Linked DNA regions of Sus scrofa: region 2 is linked to region 1. A link is a contact called in public Hi-C data. All regions are on one chromosome and are shown on one strand. Each heading gives the region's core, a stretch centred on a gene start, on an enhancer-like site or on the middle of the called end of the contact. The rest is flanking DNA. Distances are from core to core; before and after follow the strand shown.

Region 1 (3,829 bases), core at 1,216-3,715:
AATCATGAGCATACATTGCTTTACATTGTACCTATGCAAATAACATAAAAAAAATAAAAACCTAATGGCACATAATCTGAAAAAAAAAATGTAGGTTGACTTAGAAAGGTAAAACTTAAAATTGCTGGTTATAGCCCATTTAAGTTATTTAACTGGTTAAATCTAGTCTCCTGGGAATCTCTCCTCTGGACAATTTTTCAATCCTTGGCTATTATTTTCCTTGGAATTATCATATTATCCTCTCTATCATGCTGTATAACTCCTGAGGGTTTTAAATGTCTGGCAGCAGGCATTCACATGCCAAATGGCATCCATTAGGATCTGACTCCTGGATGAAATCAACTTTAACCACATAAATGATGAAACCAATGACTACATGGCTCTCTTGCCTAAGGACTCAGCTAATGAAAATAGTGTATTCTGTTTGTGATTCTTTGGCCTGAAGAATCTCAATGGTGGTAACTGAGGATAACACGGTACAGGCTGGTCATACTCTAAGCTTGCTGAGAGAATGACCAAAAGTGCGGGGAATTGTTAAAATCAAAACCAAATGGAGATCAGCCTTGAAAAATTCCCTGAGCACACAAAAGCAGTTTAATTATACAAGCAAAGCTTAATTTAGCATACTTTCCAAGATTAACTTGACCTGGGTTATTTGTTGCTTATGTCTCTGGAAATCATAAACAGTTTCCCAAGGTTGATATGAAGTAACCACTAGCCAATTTCCTATTATTTAAGAAGACTCTAATGTTAAAACCAATTACTGTGAAGGATAAACAATCACTGCCTTCTCATCATGTAAGCTGCTTTATAACAATATACCCCTGAGCCTCATTCCTTATTTTGGTTTGAGTGCTCCTGGTTTGCAAACTGTCTTTTTGGCATGTGAACAATAAACTTTTACTAATTATTACTTTGGCGATTCACTGGTCTTCTGCTATTTCTGAAGTTTTGAAATACATATATATATATATCCACATCTATCAGCAAAAGACGATTTTTACCACCACAGTACCAAACCAAACACCAGCAAGAGATAGTAATTATTCACTTTTTCAAAAAGCAGGTTTTTAAAAATTAGTTTGATAGCAACCTTTCCCCAGTGCATTAAAAAATGTATTCCTTTGTACTTTTATTTTTTCATTTTGTTTTTATTTTTAATTGTTGCAGTTTTTACTGCTATATTGTTTTCAAACAAGTAGAGAGAACCGATCACATTTACACATCATGTTGGCTGGGTAATTTTGGCCAAATTGGAATGTTTGGTATTTACATTTCTTATACAGAGGCAAATAGGACAATTTTGTTATTTTGGGCCCTTCACACAAAGCTGGCAAATTACAATTCTGCATCCTGGGGAGAAGGACATCAAATTACTTTCACCTTAATCTAACTTTTAAATTTACAGATCACCCCCACATTATGAAGTGATTCAAACTTTGTGAGGGGATCAGATGCTTAAAAATGCCAGAAAAATCTGTCTCAAGAACACATTTTCTTTTACCCTATAAATTGCTTTTGTACCAGATTAAAAACTTTTTTTTTTTTTTTACTTTTTAGGGCCCTGCCTGGGGCATATGGAATTTCCCAGGCTAGAGGTCGAATGGGAGCCACAGCCATAGCAATGCAGGATTCAAGCCAGGTCTGCAACCGACGCAGCAGCTCATTAGCATGGCCCGATCCCTAACCCACTGAGCGAGGCCATAGATCGAATCCACAACCTCATAGATACTAAACTGGTCAGTAACCCGCTGAGCCAAAACGGGAACTTCCCAGATTAAAAACTCTTTGAGGGCAGGGGTAACATTGGAAACATCTGTTGCTTACCAGGCATGAGAGTGATTTATATATTATTCATTTAATCTCCCCCACGTTGCCATGTACTGTTATAATACCCATTTTCTAGAAGAGAAAGTCAGGTTTTTGCTTACGGTTTCACAATATTCAGGGGTGGATCCAGGAGCCAGGGTGCAGGACCCCACAGCCTCTCTTCCACCCGCCACAAGCCCTCCACCTGCGAGAGTCCCGCCACACCCGGCTAGTGGCAGGTACAAAGAGGCCATTCAGTAAGTCCTTCTTTAATTGAAGGCCAAGCATTAACCTGCAGCAGAAAGGCTCAAGTGGCCGAGAGGCAGGAGAGTGTGTGTTGGTGAAGAGGTGGGTGGGGGGTATCCCGGAGAGAAGCTGGACCACCGGGATGCGGGAGTGGAGGGATGGCTGCACCGGGAATTTCTGGGGACAGCTCGGTGTGCGACAGAAAGCCGAGGGATAGGCAAGACACTTACCCGGCCGGAAAAAGAGGAGGGCACTGGTGAGATAGTTTAGCAACTCCATAATCCGATGTTTCTCCAAATAATTCCTGGCCTCGAGCTCCCTGGGGCTGCGGGCCTCCATCTTTCCGCGTTGGGACGTTGCCGTGCGACCAGACCCCGTGGCGGACGTTCAGCACCGCCCCCTCCGCCCGGCACCGCCCCCTCCGCCCGGCACCGCCCCCTCCGCCCGGCACCGCCCCCTCCGCCCGGCACCGCCCCCTCCGCCCGGCGCGGTTACGTGATGCGCCCCCAAGTGGCTGCGACCTGGCGGTGGAGTCTTGCCCCTCACCGCGAATGGTACAGTCGGGAGGTGTGCGGTGGGGCGTACGCGGAGGGAGAGGGACGCCTGTGGTAGCCGCTTGTGGGCGCATGGCCGGATGCCCCGTCCCGGCTGAGCGCTGGGCAAGATGATCTTTTCTTGTTTCAGCTCAAGCTCCTACCTCAGTACTTGTCGAGCCAGTGAATGAGGCCTCATGTGGTAATAACACACGAGGATGGACTAAGAACAGAAGGAACTTGTGTAATTCCGGGGGTGTCCAGTGGAGAGTCCTAAGCAACATCTTTGGTGTGAGCAGCCTGCTGCACGGCGCTGGCAATAAGACGGGAAAGGAGCCCGTTTCCTCTACCTGATCTTCGTCATGAAGTGCCTGGATTCTGAACTCCTACATGCATTTGCTTTTTTTTTTTTTTTTTTTTTTTTTGCCTTTTCTAGGGCCGCTCCCGCGGCATATGGAGATTCCCAAGCTAGGAGTCTAATCGGACCACAGCCACAGCAACGAGGGATCCGAACCGCGTCTGCAACCTACACCACAGCTCACGGCAACACCAGATCCTTAACTCACTGTGCAAGGCCAGGGAACGAGCCTGCAACCTCATGGTTCCTAGTCGGATTCCTTAACCACTGCACCATGATGGGAACTCCAACATGCATTTACTTTTTAACTAGACTCGGTGGAGCTGGTTTTATGAGACAGAGAACCACCTGACCATAGTTTTGAGAGAGAGTCACTGAATAAGGAGAGATAAGGTGACTAGGAGAGTCTCTACTCAGCCATTGAAGTACCCGAGAAATTATACTCTAAGCAGGGGGAGTTCCCGTTGTGGCTCAGGGGGTTACCAATTAGATTTGTATCCATGCTGATGCAGGTTCAACCCCTGGCCTCATTTCACTCAGTGGGTTAAAGATCCTGCATTGCTGTGGCTGTGACATAGGCCAGCAGCTGCTCCGATTTCACCCATAGCCTGGCCTGTGAACTTTCATATGCTGCAGCCCTCCCTCTGCAAAAGCAGTCTAAGCTGGGACTTCTGTCTTTGAGGGCCAGGCTCTGAGACCTGTGCCCTTACCCTTCACCAGACAGTTTTTACAGAACAGCCACTTCAAGAAGAGGAAAGACAGGAGTTCCCATTGTGGCTTAGCAGGTTAAGGACCCTAGTTGTCTCTGTGATGATGTGTGTTCAATCCCTGGCCTCACTCAGTGGGTTAAGGATCTGGCATTGCAGCAAGCCACAGTGTAGGT
Region 2 (4,055 bases), core at 669-3,168, 540 kb after region 1:
GGAAAGACAGGGAGAGGGATAAATTAGGAGTTGGGATTAACATATACATGCTAGTATATATAAAATAGATAACCAACAAGGATCTACTGTAGAGCACAGGGAACTTTACTCAATATTTTTTAATACCCTATAAAGGAAAAGAATCTGAAAAAAGACATATATATCTATGTACAACAGACTCACTCTGCTATACTCCTGAAACTAACACAACACTGTATCAACTATACCTCAATTAAAAAAAAAAAAACTGACAAATAATATAAGCAGAAATATAAACAACTGCCTTTTCATTTAAGTGAAATTTTAAATTAATTATAAATTTAATTATAGTCCTCAATGAGAATAAACTATGATGTATAAGATTTCTCTTAAACTTGATATCTGATTAGCCCAGTTTTGTTTTTCCTCCTGCAACTAAAATTTTTATAGAGTCAAATAAGCATTTCCTTTATATTTAAATCTGGACCTAGGTTTATAGAACCCTAAATATATATGTGTGTGTGTCTTTAAAGTAAACATCTGTGAGAAATTAGCACAATTCGGTGTTCAGAAGACACCAAGTAAAAACTGGGGAGAAACATAGGAAACTTTGGGTAGGAAGGAGATCAGACTGAGTACCCAATTAGAAAAGTTGAGTTTCCGTGTTACTTTAAGAAACATCCTCGGCAGGTTATTTAAAACGGGGAATCAGAAGTTCTTACCCTTCACCAGTTTATCACTAAAATATGGGGTTGAAGAGTTACGGACGTAAATACGGCTAGCTGTAAAAGCAACTTGCCTGCACGCTGTACAGACGCCAGCTGCCTATTAATACAGGCCTAAAAACCAGCCCTGGAACACGGGCTAGGCCACGAAGTCTGAAGGTAATGTGCAGTGCCTGGTGCATTCACTAACTCCTCCGCAGTGACTGATCATTACCAAGGTCGAAGTAATAAATCTCCTTTGATGTTAATGATTGAGAGTGTTCCCTGACTGCAGGATGTTGCTGGGAAATACCCCAAATAAATTTGATGGCGATTCCTAACTTGTGTTTAAGTGGATCAGACTATCAAGAACACGTTTTGTTCAAAGACCCTCTCCCCTACTCCCCTACCCCCGTCCGCTTCCCTGACCCACAGTTTACTTTTATCCATATTTAACTTAGAGGCAATCTTAAAAGCAAATTAACTGAGAGCTCGTCAAATCACTTTGGGAAGGCGCACTAGCTTTCGAAGGAGCGTGGCCTCAAGTTAGCCCAGGGCAGCAACACACAGGCTGACCCTTTCCACCCGGGTACAGAGGCACCGCCGGCCGCAAAGCGACTTCGGTCCGTCGGGTTTCGGTTAGACCGCAACAGGAAGTTTTCTCTTCCCTTGCGGGAAGCAGTGAAGCCAAAGAGAAATTTGAAGCACCACTCCCCCGGGACACCGAGGTGAGCTTGGGTGTGGGAGGGCGGCTCCCCCCGGCCGGACGCAGCCGAGGCACCCGTGATTCGTCGCGACCGCATCGTCCCCGCCCCGCGCGGGCCCAGGCCGCGGCCACCGTCCCCTCCCCGTGCGTGCAGTCCCGACCCTTCCCGTCCCGTCCCGGGGACGACGGCAGCTTAGGGGTCCGCCCGGGCGGGGCGGCGTCTGGGATCCCGGGGCGCCGCCCCGCCCCCGCCACCTCCCAGCCGAGGGCGCTGGCCGGCTGTAGTGGCAGCAGGAGCGGGCGCGGAGGCGCGATTCCCCGCCTCGCCGGAGCGGGCTGCACTCACCAATTCGAGGACTTTGATGAAGCCGAGCGGCTCCTTGAGCGGGTTGAGGTTGAGCTGGAAGGAGGACATCCTCTGAGGGAAGGAGGGAAAGAGTCAGGACGGCGGACAGGAGGAGGAGGGGGACGGACGAGACCAGCAGCCAGGCCGCGAGGAAGGGCAGGCGGGGCGGGCTCCGGGAGGCGGGCCTGGGAGGCGGCCTGGGAGGCGGACCTGGGAGGCCGCGGGGCGGGGCGGCGGCGGTTGAGCCGCTGGCCGAAGCGCTGGGGCGGAGAGAAGGAGGGGCGGCCGCGGGAGGCGGGGGCGGGGCAGGGGCAGGGAAGGGGCGGTGCCTCCCTGGGCCTCACCTGGCCCAGCCGGCTGATCCTCTGGCGAACCAAGTAGATGTTGGACGCCATGCTGCTTGCGCCGCGCCCCCTTCCCTCAAGTCCTGCCCCCGGCGTTCGGGTTTCTGTCGCGCATGCGTGCCCCCACCCTGCGCCTGCGTAGCGGGGGCCGTTACCTCGCGCCCAGCCCAAGTTTCCGCTTCGTGGTCTCACCACCTCGCCGTACCAAGTTCTTTTCCTCCGGCTTACCGCCACAGTTCCCAACTTTTAGGTGGATTTAAAAAAATATTGACACAGATGAAGCCGCATTTCAAGGCTGGTGTTAGGGACCTGTTGTCAAACTGGTGGAAAGTTATTGCAGAACAACGGACTTTGAGCGACAGAAGTGTAGGGTATCTCTGTCAGAAGCGTCATTCACCAAATATTCTTATGGAAATTAACTTTGTCAAAGCCATCTTTGGAGTTAGGCTTGAGAGATGTAGGAGAAAGGTTATACCTACCAGAAAATGGCTTACCCACCTGTCCTACCCTGTCCATTAAGTTCTCCGCGTGGGAAGCTCTTGGAGTCTTTCTACGGAAGACTAATTCCTGCTTTCCCTTCAAGAGTCGCCTTGGGTGACACTTCCTGGCATCCAGTTATCCGAGCCCCGAAGTAATGATCTCCTTACTGCCTTCCCCCAAATCTAGGAAGATTGGAGAGCTGGAATGCTGGCGGCTTGGCGTGTATGGTAAGATGGCTAACACCATGTAGCAATACATGGAGAAGAAAGGAATTTCGCACAGTAGAATCTCCTACCAACGTCTGAGCAGTGATCTATGAATTAGCAGGTTCCTTGCGATTGAAGTCATTCCGCTCTTATTGACTGTCTTTCTAGGAAGCTAATCCTTTCTCATCTGAGACTGGTTTACCTACTTACTTGCTTCCCAGAGAGTGCAAAGAATGTATTTCAATTTTCTGGTCCACACTCTTACTCTTTTTATCCTGACTTCCACTTCTCAGTCCTCAGCACAGCCTTATTTATGTTCAGTGGGCACCTAGTGAATGATGGCAGATTCCTCTTTCTAAACAAAAAGGCATCAGAGATGCCCCTCAAGGCAGAATCAGTGGAAAGTAACATACATTGGTACCCAGTGCATCTGAGACCACTGGTAAGTGATAATCCAAGTTTTTCTGCTTACTCTTTTATTTTATTTTTTTTAAATTTTGTTTCTGCACCTTTTCTTCCTGCACCCCGGTTTTGGGATCCCCAAGGTAGTGATCTCCTTAACAACTTCCTTGCTACTCTTCTTTTTGTATCCTCTTTAGTCCGTTTTTCTAAACTCTTAACCCTGTTCTGTTGAGGCTTTTGGGTTGGCATCTGGGGGTGGATTGTGGATGGTAGTGCTATTTGCTTAGGCTTCATATTCACTGAGATTCAAATTAGACTTTCATGTTATTTCCAAATGAGATATACACCAACAGAGCAGAACATTATTCACTTTGCAACTTTATTAACTTAAAACATTGAAAACACACTGTTTTGAGGTAACCCAATTTTGGTATCTCTCCATTTTTTTTTTTTTTTGAAGGTCTTAGAAACGAATTGACCAGGCCCTTTCTCAATTTCTGAGTTTAACTTTAGGTTTCTTCTCTTCTGCCTCTTTTTGCTTTCTCTCCTGCTTCTGGATCACACCCACCAGTGGAAGGTATAGTTGTTTCTCTTCAGGATACCATTAGTGCTAGAAGATGCACCTTGAAGGTTAAGAAGTTCTCTTTTCCTTGTCCATGTGCTACTAGATTTTAAAAGATAGAGACCACTTAAGGAAGCAGAAGAAAAGTGTCCGGTCCCCTATCAGAACTCACTCACAGGCTCTGACTGGGCAGAAGAAAACAGGAGTGAGCTACTGCTGTTACCCTCAGTTATGTATACCCCAGAGCTGCTTCTGCCAGTCAGCAGAGCTCAGAGGAGCTCCTCCTTTCCTGAGAAGGAGCTGGTAGTGGCTGGTAGAGTAAGTGA

What was found. Hi-C and Micro-C count contacts between places; a contact is called where the count stands out from the background.
Region 2: a Hi-C map of liver shows a contact between it and region 1, with 4 times the contacts expected there. The contact joins the promoter of SYPL1 here to the promoter of LOC100517487 in region 1. A contact is called at or near these places in 1 of 5 promoter capture datasets (liver) and 2 of 47 Hi-C or Micro-C datasets (heart right ventricle and liver).

The regions. Positions count from the first base shown.
Region 1 is chr9:105,443,202-105,447,030 of Sscrofa11.1, forward strand. It overlaps LOC100517487 (EF-hand calcium-binding domain-containing protein 10), which reads right to left and starts at 2,466. Exons shown (of 5, transcript XM_013979830.2): 1 at 2,286-2,466. The coding sequence starts at 2,394.
Region 2 is chr9:105,983,254-105,987,308 of Sscrofa11.1, forward strand. SYPL1 (synaptophysin-like protein 1) reads right to left here and starts at 1,919. Exons shown (of 5, transcript XM_021063515.1): 1 at 1,736-1,919. The coding sequence starts at 1,804. It overlaps LOC106504993 (a long non-coding RNA gene), which reads left to right and starts at 2,007. Exons shown (of 2, transcript XR_002335905.1): 1 at 2,007-3,207; 2 at 3,739-4,055.